2 separate regions of the Rattus norvegicus genome follow, and region 1 is linked to region 2. The links are chromatin contacts, called in public Hi-C maps. All regions are on one chromosome and are shown on one strand. Each heading gives the region's core, a stretch centred on a gene start, on an enhancer-like site or on the middle of the called end of the contact. The rest is flanking DNA. Distances are from core to core; before and after follow the strand shown.

Evidence for each region. Hi-C and Micro-C count contacts between places; a contact is called where the count stands out from the background.
Region 1: a contact with region 2 is called in a Hi-C map of hepatocytes, with 4 times the contacts expected there. The contact joins the enhancer-like site here to the promoter of Nuf2 in region 2. A contact is called at or near these places in 5 of 12 Hi-C or Micro-C datasets (the A7r5 cell line, the Rat2 cell line, frontal cortex and 2 more).

The regions. Positions count from the first base shown.
Region 1 is chr13:84,869,682-84,872,608 of GRCr8, forward strand. No RefSeq gene overlaps it. Among named protein-coding and RNA genes, the nearest start is that of Uap1, 39 kb to the right of the region's middle. Within about 2 kb of position 1,415, at least 8 of the 93 cell types and tissues checked have an H3K27ac peak or open chromatin away from gene starts, as enhancers often do.
Region 2 is chr13:84,254,172-84,256,871 of GRCr8, forward strand. It overlaps Nuf2 (NUF2 component of NDC80 kinetochore complex), which reads right to left and starts at 1,427. Exons shown (of 14, transcript NM_001012028.1): 1 at 1,318-1,427. It also overlaps the pseudogene Timm23-ps7.

The DNA.
Region 1 (2,927 bases), core at 165-2,664, 620 kb after region 2:
ACCAATACAAACAAATAGAAAAACAGAGATTTGGAGAAAAGTAATAATGAGCGCAATAGAAGTGTAGAATAGCTCAAAATTCCACTGTAAAGTTTGCTATTGAATAAAGCTGGGGCTGTCACTACATACATGATTCAAAATGATCTTGTATATAAGACTCATAATTAAGGAATGCTACTAGAAATTAAATCAATATTATTAGCAAGATTAAAAGCTCTCAAGGGGAGTGAAAGGGGCTTGGGACTAAAAATGAAATTCTTCAAAAGGAAGAAATAAATAAGAAAATGTTGAGAATGAGAGGGCAAGTTCTGCTGACTCAGCATCCCGCAGGCACTCCACAGAAAGAAAGGGGGACGGGCTGGAGAGATGGCTCAGTGGTTAAGAGCACTGACTGCTCTTCCAGAGGTCCTGAGTTCAATTCCCAGCAACCACATGGTGGCTCACAACCATCTGTAATGGGATCTGATGCCCTCTTCTGGTGTGTCTGAAAACAGCTACAACGTACTCATAGACATGAAAAAAAAAGAATGGAAGGAAAGAAGGAAGGAAGGAAGGAAGGGAGGGAGGGAGGGAGGGAGGGAGGGAGGGAGGAAGGAAGGTTAAATTAGCATAATCATAGTAAAGACCTGATTGTGGGACACCGCTATGTAATCATAATCATTTAAGTGTTATTATTGTCTTAATAGAATTTCATGCTGTACCCACTTTAAGGAGATTCTAAGATAATAGAGGGGGCGTGATAAATAAGTAAAGGTGTAAGAAAAAGCTAATTCCTCGTTTTTAAAAGGGGATTTTTAAAAGATCTAGCATCCAGTACATCCTTAAGGGGGTCGCTTCTTTTTGAACCTCAGTTACTTCTATGCAAAATGAAGCACTGGGACCAAGTAATCTAGTCCTCTCCAAGTGGGAGAACAACAGAAAGACACACCCGTGGGGTTGGGGGGCAAGGGGTAGGGGTAGGAAGTGAGCTCTGTGAGGATTTATGGTGACATCCATCGCTACAAAGCCAGAGCTCCTGAACCAAGGCTGACACGTTAATTCATCCCAGCGTGCGTTTGTACTGCCCTCTGCTGCTCAGATGTAAACCTTCCACAAAAGCCACGAAGAACCTAGACCAGCCAAGACCCTAGACAAGCCTGCACTCTCGTCAGGGAGACAGCTGACTCACAGGAAATAGTCTATAACTCAGTCAGAAGATGTGAGGAAGCAACCCTGCCAAAAATATTCTGTTTCGGGCTTTGAATATTACCCTCATATTTTATGTTTGCTCATGACAGAGTTTCGTGTCTTTCAGCCTCGCTCCAAACTCACTATGAATTGAGATTCTCCTGCCTCCGTTTCTCAGGAGCTGTAATTATAGGTGTGTACCACCAGACTGGGTCTGATACCCTCATATTATCAGCCTCAAGTTTTCTTTACACTAGTCCTTCTGACAGCTTGGCATATTAAAGCTAGGTTAAGTCATGGGGGTGAAAAGACCAGAGCTACTATATTGTAGAGGATTTCAGAAGGTACACAGATGTGTCCAATCTTTTGGACATTGTGACACAATGTTGTCCCCTACCAAGTTCGTACTTAAGAACTAAACAATAAAGCAACAACCCCTCCCCCAATAGCTTTTGACTAATCAATGCTGATTGTAATAGTACCCTGAGCCTTTAATTGATTCTCCATTTGAATATGCTCATCTTTGAGAATGAAACCTCAAGTGTCTTCTCTTCAAGGGTACTCTGTTTTCCCTGCAACCCGAGACACAAATTGCAGGCTGATTGTTTTTTCTTCCCATCTCCTATATCTAAGTTATCAAGATTTCTATTCCATTTCCTGATTGCTCAATGAATGCAGTTGGGCAGGATCTTGTGCTCTCAGGCCCTCTTCTACTATGCCGTTCTGACACGTGCCAAATTCAGGCAGTCAAATGCTCTACTCTTCAGTATGTCTTTTATGAGCAGACAAACATGTGCTAAGAATGTAGGAACCTTTCCCTTGAAACAATTAGATTTGCCTAAATATAGCCCAGTTCTCTCAAATGTTAATTATTCCCAGAAGTGCTCTGCTGTCACACATACATATGTACATACTCACACACACACACACACGTACATATACACATGTATATACACATACATACACACATGTACACTTACACACATATATCCACACATACACACATGCACACTCACACACATGTACATGCACATGTGCACATATACACATGTACATACACAAGTACACTTATACATATGTCCACACACACACACACACGCACACACACAACCTACCTTCCCAATAACAAGAAAATGTCACCCAGACCCAGGAACAATTGATTGGCTTTTGGCTACATTGCATAACCTTGTCAAGATGCCCATTATTTCACAGTAGCCCAAGTATGGCTGGGCCCACAGCTGGCCACGTCATCATCTGGCCCTCTCTCTTCTTGTGCTGTGATCCTTCCCAACTAAGATACTGAAGGCCAAAGCTTGCCCACTCGCCTCTTCCTTCAACTATTGGTGGTGATGTTCACAAAAAAAAAAAAAAAAAAAAAAAAAATTGATGTCCCTTCTTAGCTTTTCCATTTCCTCTTCAGCACAGAGAGCTTCGACCTTGTTAAAACACAACAGTTTCCATCTGCTCCTCTTTCAAATGCTTTAATTTGTGCTCAACATTTCCAGAATGCTGTCTGGATTGGATCGTGTGGCAAGATTTGAGAGCCAGGAGACTTGGATTTTAATCCCTACTCTTCCATATCCTAGTACTGAAATTTTAAGTTATTTAAACCCCATCTTTGACCAATGAATTCTCATACATTTTGAAACAAAACTGCGTGCGGCATACAATGTCTTTCTTCTTAATTGAGGCATAACTTCAAAGAATAATGACAAATCTTAGCTGTTCGGTTTTTAGGATTTTTTTTTCTTCTTTAAATG
Region 2 (2,700 bases), core at 177-2,676:
CTTCTCTATTACAAGATTACTTCCATACTTGGGACCATTCCTTTATGACACTTTAGAGACCCTATCATCTGTGAACGAGACGGATATACCTTCTTCTAGTCATGCCAACCAAAGTCAGTCTAATTTGTACCTAAAATGGGAGTGGTTTCTGGCAAGCATCAAGCTGGCAATAATTATGTAGTGGACACCACTAGGTGTCCTAGCATTACGTTCTAAAACCATCCTTAGGTCAATGTCAGCAGCCACAGGCTGAGGCTTTAATCTTCATCCTGCTCCCCTTGGACGGGATGCTCACAGGTTGTTTTACTCAAGCTTCTGACAGCCTCCCCAGGACACTCACTGTCCCTAACAAGCCCTCCATAGATTCAATTCATCTGCGAGAGCAGCTCAGGCATAAGGAAATGCCTACTACTGGTTTACTACAGAAGATATTATGAGGGATGAACACCGGATGAAGAGACAACCAGGGCCAAGGATGTAGGAGGGACTTGCAACCTAGAGGAACCATAATGTGTGTATTTATCCCAGAGTTACTCGAAATCAACCCTTTAGGGTTTTTTGTTTTGTTTTGTTTTGTTTTGTTTTTGGGGGGGGTCCTTTTTTTTTTTAAAAAACAAGTTTTATCCTTATAGGTATGACCAATTTCATCAATGCTGAGTTTCAAGAATCAGAGAACAGGGACCAAATGGCCAAGTCCACAGGGCTGTCCTAGTTTTCTAGTAAAGCAACCAGAGGCTGCCAAGCAACAGCTAACCAGAAACATACAAAAGTTCACTTATCACCGTAAGGATTCCAAGGATTTCCGGATCTGTAGCCAAAGAATTGGACAATGGCAAAATGTATATTTCACAATATCAAACTGTCCTACTGACGTTACTACTCCTGAAATATTATTTTGTCAATATCTTCCTTTGTATTAGTCTATGTTTGCGGGTAGGCAGGTACATGTAGAAACCAAAGGCAGTCTCCGGTTTTGTTTCTCAGGTGCCACCCACCCATCTTTCTTCCCTTTGATAAACGGTTCTTGGTTTAATCAAGAGATGGTGACGCAATGGAGATACATAAAAAAAATCGCCAAGCATTTATCCAAACAAGTCCCACAGACAGCACTCTTGTGACTCACGCCTGTAATTTCAACACTTGGGAGATGGAAGCAGTAGGATTAGGAATTCAAGACTAGCCTCAGGAACACAGAAGGTTCGAGACCAATCCGGAATAGATGAGACCCCCGTCTCAAATCAACACACAAGTTTTTAAGTTAGCGAGCCCTTGGCTTGCACCCGGTCCTCCTGCGCTCGCTCGCTCGCTCGCACTCACCTGCAGTCCCAGTAGCTCACCAAAGAGCAGTTACAAACCGAGCAAACTCCTAAAATCCACCGGCCGTTGTCACTTTTCAAACCAGCCGCCTTTCTATGCGAGGCCCGCCCCTTTCCGCACAGCGCGCTTCCTTTGCGACGGATGCCTGGAAAGCTCAAAAGACCTACGGTGGGTGTGGCTTGACGAGTGGCGGAGTATGGCGGGCTCCAGGTCAGCGGAACCATTGTACAGGGAGTTGCTTCTAGTCGAAAGCCCGACTCCGCCTGTCCAGGAAGCGCAGCAGTTAAAGAGAGGAGTTCCGGTGGGCGTTTACTCTGTTGTCCCAGACTTTGGAACTTTGCCTTCAGCATCCCAGTTAGCGAAAAGACAGACAGTTTCAAGCCGCCTTCTATTTGGCTCAGAGAGTAACAGGGGATAGAGGATGTGTGATTCTCAGATTAATCAAAGGCATTATAGAGAATCCAGGAGTAATAGTAACAATGTCACTATTTGATAAGCTTTGATGGGGTCAAATTCTGACCCCATTGGATATTTGTACACATCATTTCACCTAAGGTTCCTGAAAGCTTTGGGGCGCGGACGCGAATGGATGGATAGACATTGTTAAATTTAAATCTTAAATTTACTCATTTTGAGGAGTCAGTATAGGGGGTAATAAATCCAAAAGCACAAACGTACAGGAACATGATTCTACACTTTCCAAACATCTCATGAGAGGAATCACTAGTTCATCTCACTTTGTGGCTTGCTGACATTACACGTAACAAAGAATATAAAGAACTTTCTATTCACGAATGTTATAATATCCTTTGAATATCTTTACTACTTGATTTTGAATAAATAGGCAAGATGTTTAATTGTTATATTCTTGAGCTAATGTTATAGGACATAATTTCATATAAATAATTGGAACACGACTATACTGAAAATACAGTACAATTTAACAAGGAAAATTCTGGCGAGGTAGTTGTATAAACCAGTATATTCACTGGGTGGCGCTGTTGTATTGATTTTAACATTACTGAGACTTTCATTCCAGTTCATTTTACGTAAGTAATCAGAACTACAGTGATAAACATCGTACACAATGTTCTGGATTTTTTGTTTAAAAAAATTCTAAATTTATGGGCTTTAAAGTGCATGTTCAGAGTCCTGGCTCAAGAAGAAAAATAGCATTGAATTCAAGTAGTTGTCTGCACTTTATTTCACTTTAATCGTTTTAACTTGTTAATCTGTTTGCCTCTTCAGCCACATTAATCTTTAGGAAAGATTTTGAAAATTGAGCTATACATTTGAAATACTTTATGTAGTACTAGTCTGAAGCTATAAAACACCTAACCTTTGCTGTTTGGGATGAACTCTGAATAAATGCAAGGAAACACA